2 separate regions of the Pan troglodytes genome follow, and region 2 is linked to region 1. A link is a contact called in public Hi-C data. All regions are on one chromosome and are shown on one strand. Each heading gives the region's core, a stretch centred on a gene start, on an enhancer-like site or on the middle of the called end of the contact. The rest is flanking DNA. Distances are from core to core; before and after follow the strand shown.

What was found. Hi-C and Micro-C count contacts between places; a contact is called where the count stands out from the background.
Region 2: a contact with region 1 is called in a Hi-C map of stem cell-derived neural progenitor cells, with 5 times the contacts expected there. The contact joins the promoter of RAB24 here to the enhancer-like site in region 1. A contact is called at or near these places in 2 of 7 Hi-C or Micro-C datasets (blood and stem cell-derived neural progenitor cells) and 1 of 1 datasets of contacts at active chromatin or transcription factors (stem cell-derived excitatory neurons).

The regions. Positions count from the first base shown.
Region 1 is chr4:174,735,118-174,740,060 of NHGRI_mPanTro3-v2.0_pri, reverse strand. No RefSeq gene overlaps it. Among named protein-coding and RNA genes, the nearest start is that of NSD1, 14 kb to the left of the region's middle. Within about 2 kb of position 2,895, at least 12 of the 24 cell types and tissues checked have an H3K27ac peak or open chromatin away from gene starts, as enhancers often do.
Region 2 is chr4:174,924,392-174,929,334 of NHGRI_mPanTro3-v2.0_pri, reverse strand. It overlaps RAB24 (RAB24, member RAS oncogene family), which reads left to right and starts at 2,957. Exons shown (of 9, transcript XM_009450225.5): 1 at 2,957-3,307; 2 at 3,394-3,542; 3 at 3,637-3,705; 4 at 3,884-3,962; 5 at 4,069-4,136; 6 at 4,217-4,316; 7 at 4,535-4,585; 8 at 4,726-4,788; 9 at 4,906-4,943. The coding sequence starts at 3,426. PRELID1 (PRELI domain containing 1) reads right to left here and starts at 2,918. Exons shown (of 5, transcript NM_001251903.3): 1 at 2,637-2,918; 2 at 1,865-2,090; 3 at 735-848; 4 at 543-621; 5 at 1-297. The coding sequence starts at 2,728. The coding sequence ends at 149.

The DNA of each region.
Region 1 (4,943 bases), core at 1,646-4,145:
GCAACCTCCGCCTCCTGGGTTCAAGCAATTCTCCTGCCTCAGCCTCCTGAGTAGCTGGGATTACAGGCACACATCACCATGTCCGACTAATTTTTTTGTATTTTAGTAGAGACAGGATTTCACCATGTTGCCCAGGCTGATCTTGAACTCCTGAACTCAGGCAATCCACCCACCTGACACTCTGGGCCTCCCAGACTGTTAGGATGATAGATGTAAGCCACCATGCCCAGCCACGCCTGGCTAGTTTTTGTATTTGTAGTAGGGAAGGGGTTCCACCATGTTGGCCAGGCTGGTCTTGAACTGCTGACCTCAGGTGATCTGCCTGCCTCAGCCTCCCAAAGTGCTGGGATTACAGGCGTGAGCCACCGTGCCTGGTCTATTTTTTTTTTTTAAGATGGAGTCTCCCTCCTGTTGCCTAGGCTGGAGTGCAATGGCTCGGTCTTGGCTCACTGCAACCTCTGCCTCCTGGGTTCAAGTGATTCTCCTGCCTTAGCCTCCCAAGTGGCTGGGATTACAGGCAGCTGCCACCATGCCCAGCTAATTTTTGTATTTTTTAGTAGAGATGGGGTTTCACCATGTTGGCCAGGATGGTCTCGATTTCCTGACCTTGTGATCCGCCTGCCTCGGTCTCCTAAAGTGTTGGGATTACAGGCGGAGCCACCGTGCCTGGCTGTGGTGGGTCTTTAGAGTGCCCATTGCCTGAGCTGGTGTTGGAGAGGCAGCACACTGTGAAGTTATGAGCACAGACGCTGGCCCACAAGGCCTGATTTGAACCCCCAGCTCTGCCACTTAATAGTGACCTTGGGTAAGTTACCAAGAACTTCTCTGTGCCTCTGTGATCGCTCTGTAAAGTGGGATTTTCTTTTTTTTCTTCTTCTTCTTTTTCTTTTATTGAGATGGAGTCTCACTCTGTTGCTCAGGCTGGAGGGCAGTGGCACAATCTCACCGCAACCTCCACCTCCCAGGTTCAAAGGATTCTCCTGCCTCAGTCTCCTGAGTAGCTAGGATTACAGATGTGCACCACCATGCCTAGCTAATTTTTGTATTTTTAGTAGAGACGGCGTTTAGCCATGTTGGCCAGGCTGGTGATTCACCCGCCTCGGCCTCCCAAAGTGCTGGGATTGCAGGAACCACCATGCCCAGCCTAAAGTGGGATTGTTGAGAGGTAATATGTAAGTTTAGAACAGTATCTGGCACCTGGCAAGTCCTCCAATGATTGTAATCACGATTACTATTTTAGCGAGGTTCACACAAAGTTGGTGCATGGCAGCCTTCCAGCAAGATGTGTTTCAGTACCTCCCTGTTGTGTTATAAACATTCCCACCTTATTGCTGGTGTCTTTCCTGATGTAAATCCCATGGTTTCATGTCCTGTCCTACTACTGTTCCTGTATAGCTTAAATTTCCCCTTGTTAGACCAAGTGAAGGGACTGTGGGATTGGAAGACTAAAAAGTCATATGGTTACACTCTTGTTAACAAGCAGTGTACATTCTAGTAAGGGGCAGTAGGAAGAAAAAGCCTTAGTACAAGGCCGTGTGTGATGAGATTGTGAGTCCCTCTAAGGTAGGACTATCCACAATCATAAAAACTGTTACCAGCGTGTTTTGGGAGCTCACAGTGTGCCAGGTATGAGACTTTACAATCTTCACAAAGATACTGAAGTAGGTATTAGTAGTCCCATTTTCCAGAAGAGGTATCTGAGGTTCAGTGAAGTTAAACACTTGTCCTAGGTCACATGGTAAGCAAGTAATTTTTCTTTCTTTTTTTTTTTTTGAAACAGGGTCTTGCCCTGTCACCCAGGCTGGAGTGCAGTGGTGTGATCTCAGCTCACTGCTATCTCTGCCTTCTGGGCTCAAGCGATCCTCCCGCCTCAGCCTCCCGAGTATCTGGGACCACAGGCGCACGCCACCACGCTCTGCTAATTTTTGTATTTTTTGGTAGAGACGGGTTTTGCCATGTTGCCCAGGCTGGCCTCAAACTCCTGAGCTCAAGCAATCTGCCCGCCTTGGACTCCCACAGTGCTGGGATTATAGGCATGAGCCACCCGGCCCGGCATTTATTTGGGATTACAGGGGTGAGCCACCATGCCCGGCATTTATTTATTTATTTATTTATTTATTTTTGAGGCAAGGCCTCACTTTTTCGACCAGGCTGGAGCGCTGTGGCGTGATCTCGGCTCACCACAGCCTGCCCACTCTTGCTCAAGTGATCCTCCCACCTCGGCCACCGGAGTAGCTGGGACCACAGGCGCGCACCGCCATCCCCATCCCCGGGTAATTTTTGTTTGTTTGTTTGAGACGGAGTCTGTCGCTCAGGCCGGAGTGCAGTGGCGCCATCACCGCTCACTGCACCCTAGAAGGCCCGGGCTCAAGTGATCCCCTCACCTCGGCCTCCAGGGTAACTGGAAGTAAAGGCACGCGCCACCACGCCCGGCTAACTTTTGTATTTTTTAGTGGAGACGCGGTTTCGCCATGTTGCCCAGGCTGGTCTCAAACTCCTGAGCTAAAGCAATCCGCCCGCCTAGACCTCCCAAAGTGCTGAAATTGCAGGCGTGAGCCACCGCGCCCAGCGGAGCAAGTAATTTCAACTTGGTTCTGCTTGCTTCCAAATCTCCTAACACACTACTTTGGACCAGAGGGGGTAAAAAGGACGTGGCCCCAGAAGCCAGCGAGAGAAAAAGGGGGAATTTATCAGAAGGACACAGGGTCCGGGCGTCTGGGACAGGCGGCCTCCCCAACTCCCTCGGCCGGCGGAACAGGGTAGTGGGAGACCCGGCTCCAGACTCCCGGTTCGGCGCCCGCGGCATCCAGCCGGGTGCACGTGGCCAGCACAGCCTCTGGGCCCTGCCGCACTCAGGTCGGGCTTCCGCTCCCGGCCACACGCGGGCCGCATTCCTGGGAGAACGCCTCCTATTGGTCCGTTCGGTCAGGTGGCTGCCACGGGCCAATCAGCGGCGGCTGGTGCCGTGGGCCGCGCGAAGGTCTCTGCGGTGGTGGAGCCTCAGAAAAGATCATCTTTGTACGCTGGGTTGCGCCGGCAAAGGGCAGCCAATTCCTATTAACTTTCAGCGTGTCCCAGATCTTGCTAGCGACCCCACTGGCCCTTTGTGCCTGTTTATCTGAATTCACCACCAGCCCTGCCGCAGCGCTTAGAGAACGAGACAGAGAACAACTGGGCCGGCCCTCCTCGTGGGCTTTGAGTCCCGCCCTATTGCTTCCATGGGTTTTTGTGTCCCTTTCTCCTCTCTCGCCTCTGGAGCGCCAACCCTTTCCTGTCTTCTTGCTCCTTCCCGGCAGCCCACAAACGGCCGAGAAAAATCTCAACTACCCTGCAACCAGGCTCTGCTTCTCCTTCCCTCCACTGTCCTGTCCCCTCTTCCTCATCTTCCTCCTGATCCCACTGCACCCTGGCTTCAGATCACCAGTAGTGCCGCTGTAGCCCAATCCGGTGACGTTTCACCATCTTTGCTGCTTTACTCTGAGAAGCATTTGACTCTTTACCCTACTTGAACCAACCAGGTTTCCAGGCCATCCCACTCCTACCTGAGCCCTCCTAATTCTCATAAACCCTTCTCTATGCCTCCATGTCATGGGCATGTCTCCCCTTTTCCCTGCCTGGCAAACAAAGGTGTCGCAGTGCCCCATCCCAGGCCCATTTGCTTATTATTCACCCAGTTTCCACGAGGGATCGTCATCCACTCAGCACGTGCATTCCCTAGATGCCAGCAATGCTGGGGCCTCAATCTAGCCTAGATTTGTCCCACAGCCCCAAATTCACTACCTGGGAATCTCACAGATAACTCAGGCTCAACATAAGTCATTCATTCAATAAATATGTATTAAGCTGTGTGCTTATTTATAGTAAATATCTATATCTTTATATACAGACATATTTTTTTCAGATGAAGTCTCGCTCTGTCGCTCAGGCTGGAGTGCAGTGGCGCGAAATCGGCTCACTGCAACCTGCGCCTCCCGGTTTCAAGCGATTCTCCTGCCTCAGCATCCCGAGTAGCTGGGATTACAGGCGCACGCCACCATGCCCGGCTAATTTTTGTATTTTTTAAGTAGAGACGGGGTTTCACCATGTTGGCCAGGCTGGTCTCGAACTCCTGACCTTGTGATCCGCCTACCTCGGCCTCCCAAAGTGTTGGGATTACAGGCGTGAGCCGCCGTGCCTGGCCTTTTTTTTTTTTTTTTTTTTTTTTAAGACAAATTCTCGATCTATCGCCCAGGCTGGAGGGCAGTGACCTGACCTCGGCTCACTGCAACCTCCACCTCCCGGGTTCAAGCAATTCTCCTGCCTCAGCGCCCCTAGTAGCTGGAATTACAGATGTGCGCCACCACACCCCACTAATTTTTGTATTTTTAGTAGAGAAGGGGTTTCACCATGTTGGCCAGGCTGGTCTCGAACTCTTGACCTCAAGTGATCCGCCCGCCTTGGCCTCCCAAAGTGTTGGGGTTACAGGTATGAGCCACCACGTCCGGCCAACATTAGGTGTTTTTTTTTTGTTTGTTTGTTTTTTTAAGAAAGTCACTCCATCGCCCAGGCTGGAGTGCAGTGGCGCCATCTTGGCTCACTGCAACCTCCGCCTCCCAGGTTCAAGCGATTCTCCTGTCTCAGCCTCCCTAGTAGCTAGCTGGGATTACAGGTGTGTGCCACCATGCCTGGATAATCTTTTTGTATTTTTAGTAGAGATGGGGTTTCGCCATGTTTGCCAGTCTGGTCTCAAAACTCCAGACTTCATGTGATCCGCCCGCCTCAGCCTCTCAAAGTGCTGGGATTGCAGGTGTGAGCCACCTCGCCCAGCACACAAGTTACCATTAATAAATATTTCTTTATTGCTGCATGCAAGAGCTTGTAGTGCTGTCTATTGTGACAAGCACACAGTGTGTACTTCATTACTCTGTACTGAATGCATGTAGAAAGGATGTCCGGCATAGTAC
Region 2 (4,943 bases), core at 1,708-4,207, 190 kb before region 1:
GTACTGCAGATGCCAAACTGCATCCCCACAACCCACCACGTAGACAGCAGACAGGGCTGGAAGTTGATTTTTAATGATAAAGTACAATGAAGGGAGGGCAGAGGGGCTAAGCCTAGCTGTCTGGGGTGCTGTGGTGGTGGTGGACTGGCTACACAAACTGTTGCTGCTGCTGCTGCTTCTTGGTGGCTGCCTTGCTGGCGAGGTCCTTGGCCTTCTCTGTAGCTGCCAGTGCCGTCTCCTTTGCCTTCTCCTTGGCTTCCTTGGCTGTCTCAACAAGTGTTTTGGAAGGGGCCTCGCCTGTCGCGAACGGCAGGTGGCTGCCTTTAGAAGATGCCTGAAAGACCAACCTAATTTCCCTCCCCCATGACACCAATCTCCCCTGGGCCAGGCTCCACTAAAAAGGTGGTATTCACCCTCCTCCCACCCCCAGTACAGACAAGGAGTCCCAGCTCAGAGCAGGACAATGACTAACCCAGACTCCACGCCCACTAGGCTGAATGAGCCTCTCCCTATGAGGAATATCCACATACCCAGAAACTCACCTTGCAGCTTAGCCAAGATATATTCAAAACCCTTCATAGTCTTGGTCACGTTGCTTTTGAACCGGGCAAGACCAAATTCCTGGCATGAGATGAGAATGGGAAGGATACTAAGTTGCCCACTGACCCCAGCCCAGCCCCAACACCGAAAGCACTGGGTCCCAGAGCCCCAGCAGCCCCAACAACACTGCTCACCTGGACAGCTCTGGAGACACCAAATAAGCTAGAGGAGACCCAGGCTTCCCGGCGGATTTCAGTCCAGCCACTGTTGTCAGAGTTCACACAGTAAACACATCGTTCCTCCACCACCTATGCAGAGGCCAACCACAATCGTGGAAGAGTCTTTCATTTTGCCAACTTGCACATAAATCTGACTCCCTGTCACTTTTTATGAGGCAAAGCAATACAATGAAAATCCATTCCTTCCCCTGACTGCACCTCCAAGTGGCACTGACAGAACAAGAAGCCATAAATAAGGTCGTTTTGCTCTCGAAAACCTCTCTTCTGACTCTTAAACTAGAAGGCAAAAGGTCTCTTGAGATCAACAAAGGGCCTTCCAGCCCGTCCTGCTCCTGGATTTTGTTTTGTGCATCTAGACACATGCAGTGTTTTAGCCGCCTTCCACCAGTTGCAGCTCTGGAGCTTCCTGACAGTCCAAATAAAAACATTTGCCCGGCGCGGTGGCTCACGCCTGTAATCTTAGCACTTTGGGGGGCCGAGGCGGGCGGATCACTTGAGGTTAGGAGTTCAAGACCAGCCTGGCCAACATGGTAAAACCTTGTCTGTACTAAAAATACAAAAATTAGCCAGGTGTGGTGGTGTGTGCTTAGAAATCCACCTCTTCAGAAGGCTGAGGCACGAGAATTGCTTAAACCCAGGAGGTGGCAGTGGCAGTGAGGTGAGATCATGTCACTACACTCCAACCTGGGTGAGACTCTTGTCACCAGAAAAAAACAAAAAACAGAAAAAAAAAAAAGAAAAGCGCTGCCTCCGCCACTCAGCATCACTCCTGTGAGTCCAACATATATCTGTGCCATAGATGCCAGATGGGAGCGCTTTGCATTTAGAACTTAGGACAACTCCGTAAGATAGGTACCCCTCCCCCACTGTATGAATGAGTCAAAAGACAGGTCCAGAGAGGATGACCAGCTGAAAAGAAGAAAACCTGAGGTCATACTCTACAGCTGTCAACCCTCAGTAACCCAGACCTGCCTCCGGCCACAAAAGCTGCCTTATGGCTCTCTAGCCACATGTATCTGAGGAGCTCTCTATCTCGGGGGGAGGGGAGAGGGGGAGGTGCAGAATCACCACAGGAGGTGTCTCACCATCAGCCGGGCGTGGTTGATGTTCCAGGTGAAGGTAGTCATGGTCTGATTCTGTGGGTCCACAATAGAGTCCTCCAGGATGTACACCGAGTGAGCAACATTGGCAGGAAATAGTCGCTCGGCCCAGCGTGGCATCCTGTTGGTCTTGGTCAGGAGTCGCCGGGACAGCAGTTTCTGGTCAGGGGTCACCTCCCGGTGTACTATGTCTTCCGTCAAGACATGTTTGCTGCAGGTGTCAGGGTGAAGGTGACCCTCAGAAGCTTGCCCCTAAGAGACTGCCCGAGGGGATTCCCATTTGGAGGCTCCGGGCCTAGAGAGGCCACGCCTTCCTGTAACCTTGCAGGGTGGTATGTGCTATGGTTCAAACCAGAGTTAAGGGCCCATCCCAGGGCAAATTCCAACTCCCGCCATCTGACTGACCTGGATTCCTGCCTTCTAGCAGGAATGGACCTCATGATTTATTGCACCCCAGGAAAGCGCCACGGGCAGAGAAATAGGATTTCCAACTCCAAGATCCCTCCCAACTCCCATACTGCCGCCTCTTCTTGTCTCACCACACTGAGAAAAGAATCTTGCACTAAGGTCTCAAGTAAACCACCGCCCAGGCTCAACCTCCCTTCAGGACCTTGCAGGCCTGGCCTGGCCGCTTCCCCGATAAGGTCTACCTAGGATTCGATATCGAGTCTTCCTGGTCCCAGTACTTGGGGATTACCCATAATTCGATCTCCAGATAGCGAGATGGCGAAGTTTTGCTCTTCCAAATGCCACGTACCTATAGGGATTCGGGTACCGCTGCCAGAAGGCGGCGAACACTTGGTCCCAGGAACTCCGGAGCACGCTCTGGCCCAGGAAATACTTCACCATCGTCCCGGCCGAAGCGGGCTCAGCACCCGCGCAGCATCAGGGGTGCGGAGCCTGGGAGGCACGCGGGGGCCGGGCCGGGCCGGGGCTCGGCGCACACCCGCCGCCAGGCTCGTAGCTCAGTCACCACCGCACCGCGCCCAAGCAGCTGCCGCCGCCGCCGCCATGAGTTGTCCGGCCGCGCGCCACTTCCGGCGCAGGCGCAGCCACACAGTAGCCACCGCTTCCGGCGCCCGCGCCACGTGACCTTGCGGCCCCGCCCCCTCGCCCTCTCGCCCCCTCCCGCGGGAGTCGCGGCGCTGCGGGTAGGAGCCGGGTTGCGGGAGACCCCAGGTTCGGTTGGGATTCCCAGCCAGAACGGAGCTTAAGCCGGGCAGGCGAGCGAATGACGGAGTAGCGAGCTGCACGGCGGCGTGCTGCGCTGTTGAGGACGCTGTCCCGCGCGCTCCCAGGCCGCCCCGGGGCTTGGGGTCTTCGAAGGATAATCGGCGCCCGGGGCCGAACAGCGGGGGCACACGGGGCGCTGCCGAAGTGCAAGGCCACGGCCAGAGCTCGAGCCCGACGCGCTGTCTGGAGTCGTAGGTTGGCGCCGTTTGGGGTCGGGGTCTGAGGCTTGGGCGCTGCCTGGGCCGAGCGGAGATCGGGGTTTGCCTCCCGTCCCCGCTCAGGACCCTGACGTGGCTGAAGCGGCCCCGGGAGCATGAGCGGGCAGCGCGTGGACGTCAAGGTGGTGATGCTGGGCAAGGAGTACGTGGGCAAGACTAGCCTGGTGGAGCGCTACGTGCACGACCGCTTTCTGGTGGGGCCTTATCAGAACGTGAGTGCATCCGGAGGGGCCAGGCACGGTGGGCGGGGGAGTGGGGGGCCGGTAATCTGCACCTATGGCCCCGATCTCTTCCCTCTCGTTGCAGACCATCGGGGCCGCCTTCGTGGCCAAGGTGATGTCGGTCGGAGACCGGACTGTGACATTAGGTATTTGGGTAAGTCCCCTGGCCATCTATTCTTGGGAGACTCATTCCTGAGGAGGTGTAGGTCCTGCCTATTACTGGTTGATTTGTGGCCTCACAGACCCATTTCTCATAGACCCGTTTCCTTATCTGGAAAATAGCGGGGTCTGGAGAACGTGGCCTCAAGTTTGACTCAAGCCTTACTCTTTAGGACACAGCAGGCTCTGAGCGCTATGAGGCCATGAGTAGAATCTACTATCGGGGTGCCAAGGCTGCCATCGTCTGCTATGGTAAGGGGGGGGGGGTTTGGGTTGTCTCACAAGAAAAGATGGGTGCCAGGCTAGCCAGAGAACAGCCCTTGACCACTTGGTTGTCTCCTGCATGCCGCACACCAAGACCTCACAGACAGCAGCAGCTTTGAGCGAGCAAAGTTCTGGGTGAAGGAACTGCGCAGCCTAGAGGAGGTAGGTGAACAGACCTCACTAGAACACTAGGGGCTGGGGTTTTGTTGGCCTGTGGAGGTGACCCTTGTCTTCTGCCTCAGGGTTGCCAAATCTACTTATGTGGCACCAAGAGTGACCTGCTGGAAGAAGACCGGAGGCGTCGACGTGTGGACTTCCACGACGTCCAGGACTATGCAGACAGTAGCTGCTCCTCAGCCCTTTGGGGGGTGGGGGTGTGTGGCTGTCTGGGTGGATCAAAGAAAATAGGGACTGCCTTGGCTGCCAGGGCAAGGTGCTCTAGGAGGTCTTCCTGGCCTCCTTGAACTGTGGGGTCCAGGAGACTCCCTGAACTGCTAGCCCTCCCTTTTGTCTGTTTATCTAATTCTCAGGTATGAGGCTTTAGTCACTTCTCTTTACAGATATCAAAGCTCAGCTTTTTGAAACATCCAGCAAGACAGGCCAGAGTGTGGGTGAGTGCTGTGCTGGAGCCTCACAGCAGGAACATGCAGGGGCACCAGAGGAAGCTGAATAGGGCACAGAGGGCTGGGTCACTGGGAGATCCCAGGGCTACTGGCATTGGGCCCTCGCTGATCATCATTTTTCCTGCCAGACGAGCTCTTCCAGAAAGTGGCAGAGGATTACGTCAGTGTGGCTGCCTTCCAGGTGATGACAGGTGTGTGCTTCCCCAGCCTTTATGGAGACTTACTCTAGGCCCACAGCATCTAGCCCCTTTCCTGAGTTACCTGATCCCAACAGAATGGTGCTGAGCTGCCACCTCTCTCTTTGACAGAGGACAAGGGCGTGGATCTGGGCCAGAAGCCAAACCCC